Linked DNA regions of Zea mays: region 1 is linked to region 2. The links are chromatin contacts, called in public Hi-C maps. All regions are on one chromosome and are shown on one strand. Each heading gives the region's core, a stretch centred on a gene start, on an enhancer-like site or on the middle of the called end of the contact. The rest is flanking DNA. Distances are from core to core; before and after follow the strand shown. Region 1 holds the start of LOC100285537 (6b-interacting protein 1). Region 2 holds the start of LOC100283239 (22.0 kDa class IV heat shock protein).

The links. Hi-C and Micro-C count contacts between places; a contact is called where the count stands out from the background.
Region 1: a Hi-C map of leaf shows a contact between it and region 2, with 4 times the contacts expected there. The contact joins the promoter of LOC100285537 here to the promoter of LOC100283239 in region 2. A contact is called at or near these places in 5 of 25 Hi-C or Micro-C datasets (bundle sheath, leaf and tassel).

The regions. Positions count from the first base shown.
Region 1 is chr10:122,530,592-122,535,140 of Zm-B73-REFERENCE-NAM-5.0, reverse strand. It overlaps LOC100285537 (6b-interacting protein 1), which reads left to right and starts at 2,495. Exons shown (of 1, transcript NM_001158428.2): 1 at 2,495-4,115. The coding sequence starts at 2,879. The coding sequence ends at 4,057.
Region 2 is chr10:122,370,335-122,375,157 of Zm-B73-REFERENCE-NAM-5.0, reverse strand. LOC100283239 (22.0 kDa class IV heat shock protein) reads right to left here and starts at 3,501. Exons shown (of 1, transcript NM_001156141.2): 1 at 2,460-3,501. The coding sequence starts at 3,267. The coding sequence ends at 2,614. It also overlaps the pseudogene LOC103641691.

The DNA of each region.
Region 1 (4,549 bases), core at 1,246-3,745, 160 kb before region 2:
GAAACTGAAATTTACAAATATAAACACAACTACAAGCCGGGTTAGCGTTAGTAATAAAGAAACGAGTCCGCAAGAGAGGGCGGAAAACAAATCCCAAGCGAATAAGCAAGTAAGACACGGAGATTTGTTTTACCGAGGTTCGGTTCTTGCAAACCTACTCCCCGTTGAGGAGGCCACAAAGGCCGGGTCTCTTTCAACCCTTCCCTCTCTCAAACGGTCCCTCGAACCGAGTGAGCTTCTCTTCTCAAATCAAAGCCGGGAACAAAACTTCCCCGCAAGGGCCACCACACAATTGGTGCCTCTTGCCTTGATTACAATGGAATTTTGATCACAAGAATAAGTGAGAAAGAAAAGAAGCAATCCAAGCGCAAGAGCTCAAATGAACACGGCAAATCACTCTCACTAGTCGCTAGGGCTTTGTGTGGAATTGGAGAGGATTTGATCTCTTTGGTGTGTCTAGAATTGAATGCTAGAGCTCTTGTAGAAGTTGGGAAGTGGAAAACTTGGATGCAATGAATGGTGGGGTGGTTGGGGTATTTATAGCCCCAACCACCAAACATGACCGTTGGCTGGAGGCGTCTGCTCGATGGCGCACCGGACAGTCCGGTGCACACCGGACAGTCCGGTGCCCCTGCCACGTCATCACTGTCGTTGGATTCTGACCGTTGGAGCTTCTGACTTCTGGGTCCTCCTGGGTGTCCGGTGCACACCGGACATGTACTGTTTGATGTCCGGTGCACCGGTATGGGCATGTCTGACGTCTGCGTGCGCTGCGCGCGCATTAAATGCACCGCAGGGAGCCGTTGGCGCCGAAAAGAGCCGTTGCTCCGCTGGTACACCGGACAGTCCGGTGAATTTTAGCGGAGCGGCTGTCGCACGAACCCGAGGCTGGCGAGTTCCGGAGATCGTGCTTCCATGGAGCACCGGACATGTCCGGTGCACACCGGACAGTCCGGTGAATTATAGCGCGCCGGCTTCCGAGAATTCCCGAGGGCGAAGAGGTGGAGTTGGAGTCCTCTGGGCGCACCGGACACTGTCCGGTGCACACCGGACAGTCCGGTGCCTTCAGCCAGAGGTGCCTTCGGTTGCCTCGTTGCTCCTTTGTTGAATCCAAAACTTGGTCTTTATATTGGCTAAGTGTGAACCTTTTACACCTGTATAATCTATACACTTGGGCAAACTAGTTAGTCCAAAGTTTTGTGTTGGTCAATTCAACCACCAAAATTAATTAGGGACTAGGTGTAAGCCTAATTCCCTTTCACCCCCTACTGCAAGCGCACCCGACCTGGACGCGGGACGAACACGAAGGCCGCGGGATTCCCACCTCTCTCACGCCGGTCTCCGGCCGCCTCGCTTTCCCCCCTTCGCGCTCGGCCTCGCGTCGACCCATCTGGGCTGGGGCACGCGACGACATTCACTCGTCGGCTCAGGGACCCCCGGTCTCGAAACGCCGACACTATAAAACAAACTACTATGCTTTCCACATGCTTCACGTCTCCATGAGGCCTTGTTCATCTTGCCAATGGTCTCTTAAGCCGTCACCATAGAGTTAGGCTATCTCTACAGTTATCCTATCTTATCTCATATCTTATCTCTTATTTTAAACTATAATCTATAAACAATATTGTCTATAGTGTCACGATCACGCAACCTTATGTTTGATGATTGGTTTCCATGACTTGATCAACACGATCCACCGTCTTCGGGGAAGCCAACACCTTTTTTGTTTTTATGAAGTGCCCAAATAGCATGACAAGTAAATGGACACAATTAAACTCTACATATCTTGCTTGGGACAACATCTCATCAAACAAAGTTGCCAGATTGGTCGAAGAATTTGGCCCTCGAAGACCCCACAGAGAATGAATGCACTCCGATTGATAAGAGCATCTTTAAGACTCTTTCTAAATTTCACTCTCTAAATTATAATTTGGAGAGTCATTTATATAAAAAAATATTTTCTATATATTTGCAATCTCCAATAGCTTTTGTATATCTTGTACTTTAGAGAACCATTCACATTTTCTATTTTGGCTAATGAGAACCTGGAATATAAGATGGTCATTTAAATAAGTTGTTGGAAGATATTTTTTTGTGTAAAAATCTCTAATTATATTAATTAAGAAGAATATAGAGTATCTTGGAGTTGCTCTAATAGCTTTATCATGACAAATATTATTAGCACTTAAATATTATTGGGACTTAAATATTATTGTGATGTTTGGTTTGAATAATCAATCTATTCTAGATGAGGTGATGCATCACGAGTCTATTTTAAAAATTTAGTGGGATAAACTCATTCATAATATTATTACTAACTATTAGACTATAATAAATGAAATGATGATAATCAACTTATTCCATTACATAAACTAAACAAAAAATAGGTAGCGAGAAGATGATAAACTATCTCGTTACTCGAGCAAACTAACTTTATATAAAGCGTCGTTCTTCGTTTTGATCTCTCTGCTTGATGAGGTACACATGTGCGGCTCTAAAATTGATATTTCGCGGGCAAGAGCCACACGGTTTCCCATCCCAATTTCTTCGAGGAGGTCGTACCATGGACGGAACGTGGTGGACGAGCGGTCTTCCTGCCGGCCGACGCGTCCGGATCGGGTTCCAACCAGCCCAAACCACCCCGCCGCCGGCCGTTTCCCCGCACTCCACCACCTGCGCCGGCCCATCCTCCCGGCCTGGCCCATGCCAACGCGCCCCGCGCTGCCCTTGCCGTGCCTCAGCCGGATCCCCCTCAAAGCACGACCACACCACGCCGCCGGTACCGGCGCACCATCGAAACCAACCCTAGCCAAACCAAATCAGATCAGATCCCCTTCCCCTCTCCACGCCCAAATCGCTCCGATCCGCCGCGACCGCGATGGACGACGACGACGACGTGTCGCCCTCCTCCTCCCCGTCGCCGCCCTCCTCCTCCGCGCTCCCCGTGGACGGCCCCGTCACCGTCGCCGCTGCGCCGCCGGGCGCTTCCATGGCGGTCGCGCTCCCGATCCATAGGACCGCGGCGTCCCTGTACGCTAGCGCCGGCGGCGATGGCGGCGGCGGCGGCGGGAGGGAGGACGCCTGGAGCGACGGCGCCACGTCCGCGCTCATCGACGCCTGGGGCGAGCGCTTCGTCGCGCTCGGCCGCGGCAGCCTCCGCCACCCGCAGTGGCAGGAGGTCGCCGAAGCCGTCTCCTCCCGTGACGGCTACTCCAAGGCGCCCAAGTCCGATATCCAGTGCAAAAACCGCATCGACACGCTCAAGAAGAAGTACAAGGTCGAGAGGATCAAGCCGGTCTCCGGCTGGCAGTTCTTCGACCGCCTCGATTTTCTCCTCGCGCCCACCTACGGCAACAAGCCCGGCAACGGCGGCGGCGGGCACAACTCCAACAGCCGCAGCCAGATGCCTGCGGCGCCGCGAGTGGGCTTCCCTCAACGCAGCCGCACGCCGCTCATGCCCGCAGCAGGATCCGGGGCCAAGCGGAGGGCGCCTTCGCCGGAGCCGTCGGTGTCCTCCGATTCCTCCGACGGCTTCCCGCCAATGCCGGCCCTTCCGGCGGTGAACGGGAAGAGGAAGAGGACGGACGATGGGCGCTCCGACGGAGGCGGCGACCGCGCGCAGGGGCTTCGGGAGCTGGCTCAGGCGATACGGCGCCTCGGCGAGGCGTACGAGCGCGTGGAGGCCACGAAGCTGGAACAGGAGGCCGAGATGGAGCGTCGGCGCATGGACTTCGCGCAGGAGCTGGAGTCGCAGCGCGTGCGGTTCTTCCTCGACACGCAGATGGAGCTCACGCAGGCCAAGAATCACGCGTCTCCTGCCACGGCCGCCGTCCCTGCTGTTGGCTCGTCGAGGAGGATTCCGAGGATGTCACTGGTTACCGACGCCGGTGGCAGCAGCAATCACCATAGCCGTTACCGGATCAGCCATGTTGACAGGCACCGCCATGCTCCACGCCCACATTACCAGCAGTACCATGACAACAATAACGCGGGGGCAGCGGCTGCAAGTGACGGTGAGCAGTCTGACGAGGAAGATTATGAAGAAGAGAGCCAGTAACTGCATCATTGTTCGCCATAATTCATAGGGTTAATTAATTGGATCTCTATGCCATGACAATTCCGTGTTCGTAGTGTCTAACTGAGTCGTTCTTTTTTATACGCTCGCAACGACGTTTGATCCACCTCCAGGTCACTATATTTTAGTACGAACCAAAGTAACTCTTCTTTCTCTGGCTTCTGTTCTTCGTATGGCGGTGAGTCACCGGTGGGAGGGGCGAGCCCGGTTGGTGGCGCGCGGTCACGGCGGACGGAGCAACGCCAACGAGCGATGAGGGCATCGTGAGAAGGGTGAGCAGAGCCGAAAGTTTGCGTGACTGCACGGCCCAGGTCCATCGTATTTCACACTCTACATGAGATAATTTTGTGGTGGACCGTGCCGCGCTCAGTTATTAAAAGCTAGGCCCGGTCCAACCCGAAGAATAGTAGGCTGATGATGTGTTGTGTCGGCTCAAGCACGCGGACAAAAACCTATATATATCTAAAAAGATAT
Region 2 (4,823 bases), core at 2,252-4,751:
AAGTTGTGGCTGGGACTGTCGAACTGGCTAGCTATGGGCGGACGATAGAGCTAAACTGCTGAAGGTTTGTGGTCGCAACGACGGGTGATAACATGGTGGGATGTGACCGTGTGAGAGGCTGGCTGCTGAGGGCTGTCAGCTGTTTCGAGTGGACAGGTGGATTTGTGGTCTTATGAGAATTGGGTCACATATCTGTTAATTTTGTTTTCAGACATGGTATGGTTCAGGCTATAATAAGCCATAATAGACCATCTGCCCCTGATAATTGCATAACATAAAAACAAATAGACTATTCATTGTGTTCTTGAGTTAGTAGTGATCAATTCATCTTTGATGGAGTTTTAATCATCATCAGATAAGAGTTTCGGCTGACAAGACACTGAGCAATATGTTTAGCAGAACTGTTTCTGCATAACTCTTATCTTGTATCACCATAAATATTCCTCTTGTAATGTGTATGATGAGTCAGACAACTCATTGTAATGTTTTTTCCAAATATATCGAGGCCCCATTTGGTTCACTTTAGCTTACTACAAAATCTAGATCATGATTAGGATTATGGTAATCTGGATCAAAGATTGCCAGCTAGTTTGGAACCTTGAATCTCTCGTAGTAGGTTGGAGATGCATTATATAATTCTTACAGTCCATTTTGCTGGGTGTTTATAGGTCACCTGGAGATTATTTTTGTCAGATTGGTTACTGTAATCTAAGGTGGTCCAAAATCCAAATAGACCCTGAATACTGGTGAAGATCACCTTTGTCGGGCTGTTATTTTTTTAATCCTGAAAGCTCTTTTCACAGAAAATTTCCGTGTTCATGGCCATACTTGTTTCGGTTGTTTTGCGCACCCGATGCTAGCCGCACCATCAATCAATCACTCAAGCAATAAGGTAGAAAATATTCCAGCAATTAGCACTATTACTAGCTATTTAGTTATACTAGTAGACGAGCACAACTAGTGAAGAACCGAGGTCAACACAAGGTCAGCCCAATCAGGGACTGAGGTAGAAGCATACCGAGTCGATACCGTGGTAAAGAAAATGCCATATAGACAGTTGATGCCAAGTCATCGAACGAGTACCATAGACAGCAAATCAGGGACACTCATCCCTCGCCTCCCCCATTTTCATGTTTTCGTAGAGCAGGAAGGAAAGGAAAGAGGCGAGCATACATGTTCATTGCTGGAGAAGGATACGACGAAAACCTGGACATCTGGAGGCGACATAGGTAGTATATCGCTAGATACATATAGGAAGAGAGCACGCAAGCGGAGAAAGAAGCCCAGCCGGAGCAGCTCCAAACCGAGAGGCACCCGCACCAGGCGTCAGTCCGAGAAGGACGAGAGAATGCGAGTGCCTTCCCAGCCCTAGACCCACCGAGGCGACACAACACCACCACCAACTCCGTAGCATATGCCGACTGCTGCCGCGCTACGGGCCTTAGTTGTCCAATATCTTAGACATGGATTCCTCATCGCCAAGATAATTTAAGCGTGGCAGGCGCCACCATGTCCTCCTCAGCGGCACGCACGGAGAAAGGCTAGGAGCAAGACCGACTCGCCTTGTACCCGCGTCGACACGCGTCGATCGGCTCGTGGCTGCGACTGTGAGCGGTCACAGCAGGTTGGGGAGGAAGAACAAGCAGGTGAAGGCCGGGAAGACGAATGGGACGTCCGACGACGGCGAAAATGATGGTGCGCGCATGCTGTGAAATGTCCTCATGGACGTGCAATAACCACTGCGTGGGTCTGCCGAGAATGGGTGGCGCGGAGGCGAAGACATGAGGGGAGAGAGAAAAGAAGCAGGATGGCGAACGAGATGGCGGCAACTGAGGCGAGTTCCATCATTATCATGCAGAGGTATAAATGGTCAAATGGGTTGTGTCTCGCGGGCCAGCTCGAGGCACGACACATTTAATAGTGATTGAACCAGTCCGGCACGAGCGACGTGCTGTGTTTGGGCCGTAGCCTCGACCCGTAGTGCTGGTCCGGCTTGACACGATTATATTTTTTATTTTACAAAAAATCATATATACATATGTATAATTTATATTTAATATTAAAAACACTTAAGAATGATGTTCTACTGGTTAGATGGTTTCACCTAGTGTCTTTCGCTCTTCTTCTATCAAGACGTGGGTTTGAACCCACCTTCTGCATCGTTTTTAACATTTTACGCTGATGGCTCAACGAGCTACCGTATCTGGCCGGAGCTGCGGCAGGGCGGGACCATGCCGGGCCGTTTGACCATCTATGCGGATGTGTGGTTTGTATGCGTATGTGTAGTTTGGTACGTGGAGATTGGTTGCGCGGAGGAGATAAGTATGCATGAGTTAATTTGAAATAGATGTAATGAGTTATTCGTAAAAAATAACGTAGAACAACCATATACTCGGACACAGAATAGCTTCTCCGAAGAGAAAAAAAGTCATGCAAGATCATCAGTAACTGTGTTTTGAATTGAAGGGATAGTGCTGTAGGTTTTTATTTCTCAGTCAAGATCGCACACTTTCTCTGCCTCTCCATACAATACAGGTGGAGATACCGGATACGTCGTGGAACATACAGAACATACCCAAAAAAAAAAAACGCGAACACCCCTCGTTTGACTGTTCAGAGCTCCACCTTCTTGGTCTGATGATGACCATCCCCGGCGCCGCCGCCAATACTCTTCTTCGCGTCGCCGTCACCGTCTCCCCCGGCAATCCCAACGACGCGCGGGCCCTTGACCTGCTCGGGGGCCAGCTTCCGGAACCGCACGGTGAGGACGCCGTTGTCGAGGCTGGCGCCGACGGAGTCGAGGTCGGCGTTCTCGGGGAGGCGGAACTGGCGCCAGAACCTGCCGTGGGAGCGCTCCTCGCGGTGCCAGTGGTCGCCCCTGTGCTCCTCCGCGCGCCGCCGCTCGCCGCTGACTCGCAGCACCCGGCTGTAGTCCTCCACCTCGATCTTGAGGTCCTCCCTGCGCATCCCGGGCACGTCCACCACGATCTCGTGCGCGTCGGGAGTCTCGCGCCAGTCCGCGCGCGCCATGGAGACCATGGCCACGTCGTCCCGGTCGAAGCCCAAGGGGACGTGCTCCAGGATCCGGAACGGGTCGGCCAGGAGGCCCACCCCGGGCCCGGACAGCGGAGACGCCGCCGCCGCCGCGGCCTCGTCGCCCCCGCGCCTCCCTTCGCCGAACCACGGGAGCAGCGCGCCGTCCGCCAGTGCCGCCGCCATCACGGCGAGGCACGCGAGCGCGAGCGCTGCTGCGGCTCTCCTCGACATCGTCACGGACCCGAAGGCTTCAGGGCAGTGCGTGCGCACTTTAAAGTTCAATCTAACAGAACTCGCTGATCAGTGAGCAAAAAACTACGCCCGATTGATTAAAGGTCGACACTCGCGCCAAGATTTCAACTTCAAGACAAGAATCGACGCGCAAGCCAGTTGACGTACGCTTCCTGATGCGCTCTTCCTAGCTAGTGCCTAGTGTGCCTTCGATCGGTGGTATGATGATGCGATGGTGACAGGGCAGCGAGGCGGGGTATATTTATAGCGTGGTGAGGAAGTCGGAGAAGGGAGCGCGGTGGCGAGCCAGAAGGTTCGACGAGCTCGAGAGGGTTCGAGGTTGTTGCAGAGGCTTCGCCGCACGGCTAACGTCCCGATGGCGGGAGAGATCTCCTGAAACGTCCTCGTCGCCGTCGGCGTCTCTTTTGGGCTGGGCCAAGTCAGCGTTTATCGCGGACCAGGTCCACGGCGCATGGCCCATCACACATACCTTTCCATGGGCCTGGTGATTACCGACCATGCATGGCAACGATTTTTTTTTTTTTTGAGTCATTGCAGGCGAACAATTTTGATCTGAGTTGTGGCCTGTGGGGTTAACAAGCTTCTTTTCCTAGTATTTTCGACTTATTAATAAAGTACATCTAGGTTTGTTTTGTCAACAAGAAAGAACATCTAGGTTTGTTCTAAGTTACACCTTTTTAACGCTGATGACTACCAACATCTTAAGTTCGTATGAATTCAGAATACAATTTTAATTTGAATAGATTCGATTATTCATGACACATACTTTGAAAATTCTATAGATAAAGAGCCGGGAGCAAGGGAGGAAATACGTGCGTCCACGTCGGCTTAAATTTTTTCAGCCATTGGATAGTCTGTCAACGGCTGTGAATGCATCGCACGGCCAGCGACTGGAAGCTTCCCGTAGCAGCTACCACACAGTCAACCGGATACTTCCAGGTCCTTGGACTCCTTGCATATCGGTCAGTTTGCCATCAGAACAAGGAGAAAAAAAGGTTCCGGTCTTCATCCCTTCCATTTCCAAAGGACGACGCTCTCACCATTCACGAACGGCGACTGCGGATCGATCGTGCGTCGTCTCCTGCGCCGGCCTCTCTTCAAGTCAGGTGTGTTTTTTCTCAGATTTTTTCTTCTCACACAACTTTTTCTAGAAAAAAATGGCGTTAGGGTTTTCGTCTTCCGTTGGAATGTCTCTTCCTCCTCCTCCCGCTATCTCACCCGATCTTCCGATGGACTGTCTCTTCCTCCTTCTTCTGCTATCCCATCCGCGCACAACCCCTCATTGAACCCCACTGCTGTTTCCGTCGCTCTGACTCCCGCGCCCGCCGCCGCAGCGCGCGGTGTCCTGTGTTGGACGCGCTCCCACGACAACGCCTACCCCCTCCCCCTGCGCCCAACGGAGCCATCCTTCTCAACACCAGTCTGAAACTCAGAGATTGGCAGCTCGCACACATCCATAGCTTCCGAGGAAATAAATTTTTAGCTTTCGAGGAAATAAAAGAAAACAAAGGGGAAGATGATATATGTAAGCTCGC